2 separate regions of the Neogale vison genome follow, and region 2 is linked to region 1. Evidence: chromatin contacts called from public Hi-C data. All regions are on one chromosome and are shown on one strand. Each heading gives the region's core, a stretch centred on a gene start, on an enhancer-like site or on the middle of the called end of the contact. The rest is flanking DNA. Distances are from core to core; before and after follow the strand shown.

Region 1 (6,622 bases), core at 952-3,451:
AAAAAAAGATTTTAGTTATTTGAGACAGAGAGAGAGCATGAGCCCACACAAACAGGAGGGAAAGTCAGAGAAGAGAGAGAAAATTCTCAAGCTGAGTCCCTACTGAGCACAGAGCCTGAAGAAAGGATGTATATAGGGACCTTGAACTCATGACCTGAACCAAAGTCAAGAGTTTAGTGCTTAACCAGCTGAGCAACCCAGGCACCCCGAAAACATTTTTTTAAAGCGCACTTGGCTGTTAACAGGTTATCAACAAATAACAAAAGATAGACAGCTTTTTTTTTTTTTTAAGGATTTTATTATTTTATTTGACACAGAGAGAGATCACAAGCAGGCAGAAGAGGTAGGCAGAGAGAGGAGGAAGCAGGCTCCCCGCTGAGCAGAAAGCCCAATGCTGGGTTTGATCCCAGGACCCTGGGATCATGTCCTGAGCCGAAGGCAGAGACTTTAACCCACTGAGCCACCCAGGTGCCCTAAAGATAGACAGCTTTTATAACTCAAAGTTTAGTAACTATATTCGCCTTTAAAATTACAAGGAAAACTATTGGAGGATTACTTCACCTCCACATTTCCCTCCAGAAAACAGGAACTTTGAAAGTTCCTTTAACTGTGTCTATGACATCTAAATAGCCACAAGCGCTCATTTGGGTGGTTGGGTCTTGATCTCATCTCAGGTATTAAAACCAGGGTGGTGAGTTCAGGTCCCTGGCTCCAGGGGGGGAGGGCTAGAGTCTACTTAAATAAACAAATATCACCACTAACTGTGGTATGAAATTACTGAAATCCATAAAACCTATTCAACAATATTTCTTAGCTTCAAACGAGAAAAGACCACTCGCTTCCCCAGGTTTTTACTTCTCATTCATATGAGGTATCACATGCAAGCTCATTATCATGTCAAACAGTCTTGTGCATTTTAAGTATGTGTAGTTTACAGTATATTATACCTCAATAAAGTTGCTTTAAAAAACTCAAAGCCAAACAAAAATGAGACATGAAAATGTTTCTTTATATGCGACAAATAAAGGAATTCATTAAGGGCGGTTTCTACGAGGGAACAAATTATCTCTGCAGAGCCTAGTAGTCAAAGGAGGACAATCGTGAAGCAAATTTTATGTAATTAATACCTTTATTTTTTTTTTAGACTACATCAAAACAAAACAAAACAAAACAAAACACACCCTCTCAGTTTGTCGTGCTATGATGAAGCTCCACGGCGGAACTATTGAATGCTTTGTTTCGAGACCATCATTACCAGCCTCCAAACAGGATTTTAAAGGTCTAGTAAGACACTTGCAAGAAAAATGTGTATTTTTTTCCCTGCGTGCCCCAAATAGCGTATTCTTAGGCTGTTTCGAAAGTGAAGCCCGAGAGAGAGAAGCTATCAGGCTCGAGGCTGGATGTGGCCATTGTGAACAACCCTTCCTACAAATCTGGGCAGGCTCCCCCAGATCGCCAAATCCCTAGGGAAAAGCCTTTTGCACACAACCTCTTAAATAAAAGCATTTTCCTAGGGATTCGACTCAAGAAAGCCGGCCTAGATGTTTTTGTTTGTGGGAAGCACTGTGCTGGAGTCCATTTCCAACGACTCTTCCTCAGGTCGGGGGTAATTCAGCATCTCATTCCGGGTCTCGGCTCCGGGAGTGACAATCTGCCCCGCAGCTGGACCCTCCCTGGCTCTCGCAATGAGAAGCACCTGAATCACAAGCAGCGAGGAAGGGTGAGGCGGGCTGAAAACCTTGGTTCCCCTCGGCCCCCACTGCTGGGCCGCGGACGCCGGGCAGGAGGGAGGTAGGACGATTGACGGAATTGCTCAGTGGCTAGAGGATTGAGGAGGGAGGGACGAAGACGGGGAACGGCTGAGCTTTTCCCTTAAACTGGTAGGGTTGGGCCACGGGAACAGCCTTCCCCAAGCCTATTGGCCTCCCTGAATGGGTTGTTATGGTAACAAATGACCGAACAGTCTCTTATGAATCGGCCAATGAGAGGGGCCGTCTTTTTTACCGCACCTCTGAACAGGAGGTGTTGCGAAAGCCCGGGTAGGGCCTGTAGAAGAAGGCGGTACCAGGACGTCCTGCGGAAGGCCCGAAGGCGGGCCTTGTGACGTTGCTGGCTGAGCCAATCACGCCTGGCGTTTCCAACGGCCCCGCCCTTTTACCGCACATTTCCCCTCCCCTTGCTCATTTCGCACGACGCAGCGGTTGGGAACACAGACATTTTCGGAGCTGGAGCCGCCACTACCGCCGCCATTTTGTGTCTGTGGAGAAAGAAGCGTCTGTGGCGGCTGGAAGTGGACGGAGATCACCCTTGAGACGGCGGCGTTTCATACCCGAGGTTCCCCCTGTGTCGTCCCCCAACCCCCCTCCGCGGTCAGCATGTGGTGAAGCCGGAGCCGCGAGAGACCCGGGGAGAGGAAGAGGAGTCGGAAGGGAGGCGGGGTGTCGAGAGCGGCTTCAGCTTCAGCTGCGGCGGACCTCGGAGGGGGGCCGCGGCGCAATGTCAGAGCAGACGCCGGCCGAGGCCGGTACTGCGGGGGCCCGGGAGGACGCCTGTCGGGATTATCAATCATCACTCGAAGACCTGACCTTCAATAGCAAACCGCACATCAATATGCTGACCATTCTAGCCGAGGAGAACCTGCCCTTCGCCAAGGAGATCGTCTCTCTCATCGAGGCCCAAACCGCCAAGGTTTTTATACACCCCGCAGCCTCCTATTCTTCTAATACTCCCTGATTTTAGTGTCAGCCTCATCCCAGGTCTCGCTTCCATCCAAAGGGGGACAGTGTTCCTCCTCTCCAACCCTCCACCTCCAACTCAGGCTCGGTCTTTGGCCCAGGCTTCGAGCGTGGGCCTCTCTCGTGGGGGAGGGAGTGGGGAGGATAAAGGGTGGAGTCCCACTTCCGCTTACCAACTCCCTATTTAGGCCACCGCATTGTATATCCCGACACTCACGCTTTGAATAGAGCCCTTTGGGGAGGGGGAGACTTAAAAGGCAGTTTGTGGTGTGGGGAAGTAAGAGTTAAAACCATTTTAAACCCCCGGGAGGGTGGGGTGGTGGGTCTCCTATTCCCAGTCCTCCCCCCTACCCCCCCCCCGTACCCTTTTGGGTAATTGTGCTCTGTGGGTTGGAAGGAGGTGAAGGGGGACCTGGGAGCGAGCTGTTGGTGGGTGGGAATAGGGAATTGGCCCCGAGTGGAGCAGCCGCCTGTTAGGAGCCCAACATGGCGCCTGAAAAGCACATGATGCGAAAGGGAAGAGAGGAGAATCCATTCCCTGCCAGCCAGGCAGCTGCTCACACCCGTCAGCCCCGTTTTGGGGTGGGGGCGGCTAGATGTAAATTGTATTCTCCTATCGGAGGGTCTAATTTGCCCCAAAATACGGGAAATGGGGGTGAGGGTGGGGTTTGGGTGGGGGGAGGAGATCTTATCCAACCTGTAGGTGGAGAACTGGCCCAGTGGGTAACACGTAACTTGTAGTTTTTTTTGAAAAGTTCAGTCCCTCCTCCTCTTCCTTTTCTCTTTTCCTCCCTTCCCTGATAGTGAAGACGTGCTTTTCTTCACCCCTTGACAGAAGTGGTCCTCTGCCACCCTTTATTTCCCTGTAGTCCTCCTCTTCTGTGGATTCATGTGGGAGCGATATGTCATTTAAGTTACTGTTAAACTTAGTTACCATAATGAGTTTTAATAGCTTCCCAGTATTACGTTCTAAGTTATTTTTCAAGCTTGTACTTACGGTTTAGTTTTTTCTAGTTGTTAGTGATTGAAATTAACAGGATGAGCCTCCTTTTAGCAGAGTGAACCCCTTTTAAAAGGCCACTTTAACAACAACCACCAATATATTGTTTAGAGGCGGTTTCTGTCTAGTGTACAACTGAGTGGTCTGACTCTAATAAATGGTTTTGAAATGTGTGACTGGTATTATAAAATTTGTGAATAAAACATATAAAATATGTACTTGTCTTTTTTATTTACCTTTGTAAGGTGTAGAATCTGTTTCCAAGAACTTATTTTTATCTACGTGGTTGTGTGTTTTAAACAAAAGTCTTTAAGTGACTTGGGTTCATTCTTTAGGTTCCATCCACTCTTTTGGGTAAATCTGTTCACAAGATACACGGTTTCAGGTGGTCCTTTCATTCCTTAATTTAAAGAGGACAAAAAGTAAAGGTTATTTGTTTTGTTTTTAAGGGCCCAACAAGTTTGTCATGCTCAGTCTGACAGCTAAAATACAAGTCTTCATTCACCTTTTCCTGTGAATGTCTGAAACAGCTATTGTTCTTTTTTTTAAAGTATGAGACTTAAGAAGGAAGCATTCCTCATACTCAACATCCTTTTTATTGATACCACAAACATGTTGGACGTGAAGACTTAGTTTCTGCCTTGTTGAAGGCTTAACTTGACATTGAATGCCTTTTTAAAAAGAAACTGCACTTTAAAAAAAAATAACATTGATTAAAAAAATCTAATTACCTAGTATCTTCGGGATTACTAATATCCACAGAGCCTAATATTTAGCAGTTTAGATTGTCACTCCACAGTTTCCTTGCTGGTTTTTAATGGATCCTGAAGACCTTCGAGAAGTGAAAACTAAATGCTGACTATAGTGACCACATTAAAATTTGTATTTGTGTATGGCTACACAGAGTGGTGAAAATAGATGGACTATTTGCTGATAAAAGCTGAATTTATTTTTTATTTTTTTAATTTTTTTTTGGCACACGTTTCCTGGTTATTTTTGGAAAGCCAGGTTGAGGAAAAGATGTAAAAGTCACCGGGGAAATAATCAGGGTTGGGATTGAGGGTGAGGGGAGGGATTTTCTGTCATTTGGTAGCAAACTGGCTTGGTTTTGTGTTTTCTGGAGGCGAATGTTTGTGTCCTTATTCTCTTAGCGTCTCAGCGTTACTAAACTTAAGGATTCACACCTAATTTAACTCTTCCCATGAGGCAGTAGTAGTGAAAAAAAATTACATACAGGATTCACTTGTACAATAAAAAATTAGCCTACTGAACAGATTTTGGTTTTAAAGAGAGCCTGTCTTCATAAGTACAACAATGACTAAAATGGTGTAAAACATAACATGGTAAGAAAAAGACACAGCAATAAAGCATTTGACATGTTGATATTTACTAGTTGACCCACATGCAGTGGCCTTGTGAACCCTTTAATTAGAAAGGACCGTAAAGAAATTTTTCATACAGAGCTATTCGAGGGTTTCCTTGGCCAACTTTGTAAAGGTGTTATCAGAAGCAAGAGCACTTCCACACACTTGTATGGGCAATTGGTTTTGTGAAATAATGGCATTGTGTACTGCAGAACTGTGAGCCTACCCTAGCTACAGGTAGCTATGGGTAAGTTTTGTTCAGGGTTAAGATTCCAATACACATGGGATGGATAAATGGGGATGACTTTTTTTGTTTTTGTTTTTAAATCATGGGTGCTCCTATGGAGCTGGAGTTAACACTTAGTTTATATGGTGTGTCTTAATGCTCCTCAAGTCTGTGAACCTGCTGATGCTTTCTGGAAATTTGCTGTACATTCTAAAAGCCAGTGCTGGGTAGGCATTGCAGTTGAACTGGGGCAACATTGCTTTGCTTTGGAAAGGGCTACCTGTATCAGCATCACTACACTGGCTTTGCACAAATTTAGAAACTCTGGTTTGTGCATGTCAGAGGAAAAATATTTCGACGGAGAGTCCATGCTGTGAAGAAAATCTTCAGGACAAAACCTGGTTTCCAGAGTCAAGTTCGACCTGATTTACATGACTCAGCAGCTGCTCCATCCAGTTTTTCTTGTATCAGTAACAACTTGCACCTTCCTGCATGTTCATGTGCAAGAGTGTTTTTTGCCATTAACTTCATATGTGAAGTGTACTTAATTTCTTTGTTCATTGGATTATAGAGAAGTAATCCTAATGATTTTACAGGTAACAAAAGTATGATAGACTTTAACATATAAAATATGCCTATGGAAATTAGGGTTTCTGCCAGAAGTCTGGAAACTTCATTGAGTCTATGCACACTATAATAAGTTAATGTCACAAAAACTTACACTTGGGTTACAGAAAATACCCCTATTACCCTGTGGTCACTTAAAACACAGGTTTTGTTTTTGTTTTTGTTTTACCATATGAACCTGACATTCCATTGAATGTTAAATGTATTAAAGGTTACAGTTTTTCTTGTAGTTCTGAGCTTACTTTATATGCTCAACTAAAGATCATTGTAAGAGATGAGAACTTGGTTGAACATTTAAGTTTCATAAAGGTTAATTCAAAAGTATTTAGGGTCAATGAAAATGGAATTCTCTGTATTGTAGGTTTGAAATCTCACTTTTAAAAGTAATTCTATGGTGTGGTGACAATTCGTTATACTAAACTTCTCAGTTTCTTTTTATCACTTCAGGCTCCTTCCTCAGAGAAGCTTCCTGTTATGTACCTTATGGATTCTATCGTGAAAAACGTTGGAAGAGAGTATCTCACTGCCTTTACTAAAAATCTAGTTGCAACATTTATTTGTGTGTTTGAAAAGGTATATATGCATTTAGAAACATTTGAATTTTTTAAAAAAATGTGTTCCTGATGAAATAAATACTGTCTTTGTGTTGGGTTTTCTTGGGTGGTGAAAT
Region 2 (6,967 bases), core at 1,993-4,492, 190 kb before region 1:
GATAGCACAAGCACATGTGCACAAGTGTGGGGAGGGAACAGAGGATGAGGGAGAGAGAGAAACTTAAGCAAGCTCCATGCTCAGCTGGGAGCCCAATATGGGGCTTGATCCTACTGACCTAAGATCAAGATCTGAGCCAAAATCAAGAGTGGGACACTTTATCAACTGAGCACCTAGGTGCCCCTTCATCACTTTTAAAAAGATTTCAGAGATCCTCATTCCAGTAGTTCCCCTTCAATTTTACTTTATCAGTAAAACTCTGCAAATAATCATATATAAAATCCCAATATATGAAATAAACCAAAGCACAAAGCTCAGGCTCAAAGTGTTCAGGAAGAGAGGGTTGCTAGAACACTCTAACTTGGCCTCCACTTGGGCCTTCACCCACCAACCCTGAGATAGCTCCCCCAAAGCCCTTAATTTTCCTCAGTAGAGTGTGTACTTTGCTGTTCCTTATTCAACCCTCTCATTTTACAAATGAAGAACAGTACCCTACAGATTTAATTTAAATAAGTTGTCTGAATAAAAGTCCCTTTTCAAAAATTAAAAAATAAAAGTCCCCTGTTTCCTGGTACCCCTACTGAAATAAAATGCTTTCTCTTCCTCATAAACCGTAATTTAAATTTCTGGGTTAAAAATAATTTCTTATAAGTTACAAATTCATACGATCCCTCTACCAAAATTCAAAATTTAGGGCCAAATTCTCTGCTGGGGACTTGTCATCTGTCCATTTAACCATTATAAATCCCCAGATTAAGAAACTGCGTTCATTTTTTTTTTTTTTTTTTTTTAAGATTTTATCTACTTGAGAGAGAAAGAGAGCGAGCGTGCAAGCTGGAGAGAGCAAGAGCGGAGGAGGAGCAGGAGAGGAAAAAGATGACTCCTGCTAAGCAGGAGCCCTACCTGATCCTAGGACCTTAGGGATCACCACCAGTGCCTAGGGCGGACCCTGAACCTAGTGAGCCACCCAGGCACCCCAAGAAACTGGGTTCAGAGAAGTACTATATCTTTCCCAAGGTCACAGAGCTAACAGAGTGGTATGCTGTTCTGTTCAACTCCAAAAGCCAAATCTCAGACTCTTAAATTCTTTCTAATCCATACATTTCCCTAAACTTTGCCTATCTTTACAGAGTCTCCCAGAAATAAAGAGCCATAAGAGATCCTGTCATTTTACGCAGGATGTACTTTTTTATCCAGGCTTGTCAGAGTGCCTTATGCTTCAGCCAAGCATCAAGGCTCTTTTAAACTTCTAAACTCAAGCTTCAGAACCACAGAAATGCTAATCCCCACCCTCAAATCTTGACTCTCTTCTACTATTTCCTCTACAAGCATGGGCTACACATAAGTTCAGTCTTATGGAGAATAGGAATGGTTAAAAACTCTTAATCAAAGGGTCACAAAATCAACTTTGAGCTAAGCAAGAGATGACAGGCTTGCGTTTTAGGTTGAATACTAAATATTACCTAGTAAGATATTGGAAACGTGTATTTAGAGGCTGCTTAGGGACAAAGGATGACTGTCACCACGGAGTAGGAGCCAGAGTTGGCATTAAATAATTTTAATTTGACGGGAGGTCAGGGGAATTTGAATTAGGGCAGAATTTGAAGATTTTTCAGAATTTGAATTCTGAGAGCAGAAGTTGAAGTGACTATCATAGCCAATTACAGAAGAAAGTGTGGAGCCAGTATAGATGTTACATTACTGGTAACGGGAGGAGAGATTTTAAACAGAACTGAAACTTAGTGTCACCCTCTGGGAGCTGTGAGCCAAAGATCGAACAAGTCCTAGGCATTAGGGATCCGAAAGTCCGGGTGGGCTACGGTGCCTAGGCTCGGGTCTATTACACGGGAGACTTCGGAACTTCGCCTTCCCCCACGCCCACCCCGCTCCGCCTTACCTTCTGTTGGATGTAGTGAACCGAATAATTCTTGGCAACAGTACGGCGGAATGTGGAACTGGCTGACCAGCGCAGGCTGCTGAGGGCCTTCATGGCCGGCGGTACATGGAAGGCGGCCCCGGGCGTCAGGATAGCCAAGAGCAGGAGCAGGACGGTGGGAAGCCCCATGCCTCAGGCTGGCGGCTGCAGTGCGGGTGGGAGCAAGACCGGTAGATGCAGCGGGCTAGAGCCAAGCCCAACCACAGCTCCGCCCACCGCAGATAAGCTCCTCCCCGCTGTAACCCAAAGCCACTCACCCCGCGGCAACACCGCCCACACCTGGTCACCCAAACCATACCGCCCCCGAACCCGAGGGCGCGGCAACTTTTCTTGTTCGTCTCGTGCAGGCCCCTCTAGAGTCCAGCCTCATCGCGGTTACAACCCAAGCCGACCTTTACCATCCTTGGACTTCCTCCTACCTGACCGCCAGAATCCCATCCTTTCCTAGAGCGCTCCACAGATCCACCTTTCCGGCTGTTCCCTGCCGGCCTCAATTCCATTGCCACACCCCTTGCCCTCCGCAAACCCATATGATAATAATAATAGCTACCATGACAATTTCTTGAGCGTTCTCTAAGGTCCCTATACCGCTAGGCATAACGGCACACACACCAACTCATTTAACGTAAGCATCAGTGTGTCGTGTATGATCGCCCCTCCCATTAACTGATGAGGAAACTGAGGCCCCAAGACAGGTGTAGAGACTTACACTGCGTCACTCCGCAGACCGCTCGGTCTGGCTCCTTGCACCCCACTTCCATTAAGTCAGTCAACCACCTCCTGTGGTACTCTGTTCATGGGTCACCCCAAAACTCCATGTTGCCCACATAACCCATCCCTTAACTGGAGGCGCCGGGGCCCACATAGCCCCGAGTCAAGTTACGTCCTGGTCCCTTCTTCCAGGATACGCCCCCTTTCTTCTCCCGGCTCGGGATAGCCCCATTCAGGTCCCGCTTCCTCACCCCCTTCCGTCTTCACCGCGCCACCAACCCCTTTACTCAGCTTCCACTCCTCCTTCCAGTGACCCCGCTGAGCCCCGACTGGAGGGGTGCTACCACCACCTCCTGGGATCCCTATACGACCCCCAAAACCAACTTTATAGACTACACCACGACTCCACTAGTCAGAGAAGAACATTCGCCAAACCCTGTCTCTACCCAGAGTTTGACGAAAATGGTCGTTCCCAAAAACTCACAGAACGCAGTGTTCAATCTCCACCCTCGGCGGCGCCTTCTTCTGATTGGCTGGGAGGAACTACTGCCAAAGCGTCACTTCCGGCGGAAAAGGACGCGGGAGATTCGATTGGAAGGCGCCTGGCTGGTCGCTGAGCCCTGGGGTCTGCACCACCGAGCGTTGCCCGGGCAGGTTCCGTCCTCTGCTTCAGGTAAGAAACTATGGGAAGAGATTCTCGGGACGCGCAAAGGGCGAGACTCCTAACGAGGTCCTCAATGTCGTTATAAATGAAAATTAGAACATTCTATGTTATTTTTTTCAGGAGTTAGTCTTTTCTGTAAAAGGTTTCTGAGAGTAAAGAGAAAAAGGTCAGTCATTTAAATTTTAGGCACTGCTGTGGATAAGAGTTCAACTAGCGTTTACTCAACATTTACTAAGCCATCGAGCTAGATGTGGGTGAGCGTCTGGAACCGGTAATACAAAGAGGGAAAGTACTACTCCTGCTTTGGGGGTGCTCAGAATTAAGAGATTTTGCGGGCTATGCCGAGTAATGCGTGCTGAAAAGGGTCTTTTTCTTTCTTTCTTTCTTTCTTTCTTTTTAAGATTTTACATATTTATTAGAGAGAGATAGTGAGAGAGAGCACAAGAGTGGGGCGAAGGGCAGAGGGAGAAGCAGGCTTCCCGCCAAGGAGGTAGCCCAGTGCGGGACTCGATACCAGGACTCTTGGGATTCTGACCTGAGCCCAACGGAGACGCTTAACCGACTGAGCCACCCGGGTGCCGGAAAATGGGTCTTTTCAAACTGCTTTGATGGTCTAGAGGGAAAAGTGCTTATCAGTGTGCTCAAACCGGAAATTTAAGAGTTTTCAAGATTCCTTCCTTGTCTCATATTCGGCTTATCTCTCAGATGCATACAATTAACACCAAGACTGCTACATAGGTAGGCGTCTAGCCTCCCAGCGGCTCTTACTTCAATGGTGTTATTTTCCAATCCAGTCTCCGCTTTGCCAGGCTGTAAGATAAGTCGCAGACCTGATCAGGGCACCCCTCCCCCACTCCATTTAAAACCTTTGTTGCCTCCTATTTGCCCTCAGGTTTAAGTCTAAATCCTTCACATATTTTACAGGGCCTTTCTCATCTAGCTTTTGCCCACCTCTGAGCTTTGTTTCTCACCACTCTAGCCCTATGCTCCAGCCCTGTGGAAGGAACGTCTTTTCAATTCCTCAAATGCATCAACTCACCTCACCTCCAGACCTAACCCCATCCCCACCTTGGCCAATTTTTACTCCTTTCTTAACCTGTATTTTATTAAGTCAGGAAGCCTTTCCTGACCTTGCAAGACTGGGTCATTTGGTACCCAGTAGTTATTCATTCTGCAGATAGTTTTAAGTGTCTTCCTTTGCCAAGAGTTACTAGGTACTGGTATTAAAATGGTGAACAAGTTAGATTGCTCACCAAATACAACTTAGACCTTTGATGGATGGAGTTAAGGATAATGGGAAACTGAGTTAGGCTGGTTTGGGATGGCCTTTCTGAGGTCTTAAAACACAAAATTCAGCCAAGTAAATTTGAAGATCTATTCAGCTTTATTAAATGATTCAGGTAGCATCTTAGTAGCAAGTAGAAGGGTGTTCCGGGAGGGTTGTACAAAATAGGTTTTTATGGGAAAGAGGGTAGGGCTAGAAAGTTTTTAGCAAAAGAAAGGATTGTTCCAAGCAAGGTCACTCTCCCTGCTGGTGGGGGAGCCGGAAGTCTTACCATGCTGATTACCTTTGATAAAATGGAGGGAGCCCTTGTTGGCTTTGATCCGGAAAACCCGTAACTGACCAGTTAAGACTATTGTTTCTGCGGAAAGGTTGAAAACTGCAATTAGGTTAGGTATTAAACATCGATTTGGGGACCCTGCCTAAATGGACTCGATTTGGGGTCTGTGGTTTTCTTTTTAACAGAGGAGTTGACTCTTAGAGTAAGGCCTAAAAGATGAAAATGATCCAGCCATGCACTAGAAGGAAGAACATTCCAGAATGAATAGGTTGTGCAAAGGCCCTAAGGTAGAAAAGAGCTTGGCACCTTAGTGTTGAAGAACATAAGGAAAGACCGGTGCTGCTTGAAATGTGTTCAGAAAGGACAAGTGGTGAAATGGGCCTTGAGAGATGAGCGCCGACCAGATCATGCAGTTAAGAGGCTATTGCAGCAGCAGAAGTAATAGGTGATGGTGGTTTGAATTAAGGTGGTGACAGAATATATGGGGGGAAGTGGATGGTGGTTTTTAGATATGGATATAGATCCGAGGACATACAGATGGGTATAATGTGGGATTTGAGGGAAAAGGGAATGAAAGATGATTCCTAGGTAACTGACCTGACTTAACTGATTGGAGAGTAGTGCCATTTGCTGAGATGGAGAAAACTGTAAAAAAAGAATGTGGTGTCTGTCTGATCAGATTGGGACCTCCAGATGTGGGGCAATGATCCGTTGGAAATGGGTAGCACAGGCAGTGAAAGAATTCACCCAAGACAGCACAAAGGAGATAGTTTATTGAATATACCACAAACCAATGGCAGGCAGGACAGCAAAGAAGAGACGTCCGCCACAAGAAAGTGGGGCTGTTATCTCAAGGAGGAAGGTGAAGAGGTATGGAGACATACAGAATTTTTTCTTTTTGGTACTTTGGTACTTTGGAACTTTTTGGTAACTGTTCCTGGTTGTAAGTAGCCTATTGGTCTGTTAGGGGTAACTGTTCCTGGTTGTAAGTAGCCCATTGGTCTGTTAGGGACGATGGATATTTTGAGGTAGGTCACCTGATAGGCTTGACTGTATTCAGCCAGGTGGTCACTGGACTCTCTTGCCTTGCTGTACATACCTCTGCTCAAGCCTGTTGTCTAAAAGTAGTTTTTACAAAGAAGTTTAAGAGGAAACTAAGAATTCAAGTTTTTTACCTATTAAAACTTGAAATATCTATGAGAAGTCAAAATAGTTGGCTCTCCATAACTGTCCCCTGGGTGTGGAAGTCTGGAGCTTGCAGATATTGTATGTACCTTTGTGTTACTTCCTTAGTAGTTACACACTGTCTTTAGCCAACAGTTTATAAGTGTCTTGAACACAAAAGCCTGTGTTTTTTTGTTTGTAACTCTTTCCTCCTCCCCATCCCTAAAATAGTATTACATTTACCACAAATTGAATAGACAAACTGTTGTACTCACTAAGAATTTCTTGGGTGGTTCTTGGATTTTTTGTTATTGTTGTTAGGGTTTATTTTGTTTTGTTTTAAATAGGCTCCACACCCAACATGAGGCTTGAACTCATGACCCTCAGATTAAGAGTCACATGCTCTACAGACTGAGCCAGACAGCAGCCTCTTCTTGGGTAGTGTTTTTAAAGTATTTTTCACCAATATTTCTCCAAATAAAAGAGGTTTTGTTTTTTAGTTGTTTAGTTTTCTGTCTCCTGCCTTCTCATCCCTTTCCAGAATTTTCATGTTAATGTCAGTAAATCATTTATCAAGGACTTGTTTTGACTACTTTTAGAAAAATTAGACAAGTATGCACCCTCAAGGGTGACCATTAGATAGTTTTAAGTGAATAACTTAAAATAGCTGAGGCCTCTTGGCCCTGTGTAATATGAAACAGGAGATCTGAAAGCAACAATGTGACAGATTTTCTTGCACAGCAAGAGCAGTTTTGGAAGTATAGAGGCTGCCCCAAGATGGGGCACTCTGTCATGAAGATTATTTTGAGTTAAAAAGCAATCAAAACCCAGAAGATTCAAGAAGAGCCCTTTAGTTCCCCCCATAACTGCCTAAAAAGAATGTAGATAGAGGACCTCATCCAAGATGAGAGCTATCTCCACATTATGATA

Evidence for each region. A called contact is a pair of places that touch in the nucleus more often than the background predicts.
Region 2: a contact with region 1 is called in a Hi-C map of fibroblasts, with 4 times the contacts expected there. The contact joins the promoter of DDIAS here to the promoter of PCF11 in region 1. A contact is called at or near these places in 2 of 3 Hi-C or Micro-C datasets (fibroblasts and muscle).

The regions. Positions count from the first base shown.
Region 1 is chr7:140,795,673-140,802,294 of ASM_NN_V1, reverse strand. PCF11 (pre-mRNA cleavage complex 2 protein Pcf11) reads left to right here and starts at 2,201. Exons shown (of 16, transcript XM_044258428.1): 1 at 2,201-2,688; 2 at 6,400-6,525. The coding sequence starts at 2,497.
Region 2 is chr7:140,984,082-140,991,048 of ASM_NN_V1, reverse strand. DDIAS (DNA damage-induced apoptosis suppressor protein) reads left to right here and starts at 3,242. Exons shown (of 7, transcript XR_006385653.1): 1 at 3,242-3,320. LOC122912538 (lysosomal Pro-X carboxypeptidase) reads right to left here and starts at 3,171. Exons shown (of 10, transcript XM_044258438.1): 1 at 3,132-3,171; 2 at 1,898-2,080. The coding sequence starts at 2,065.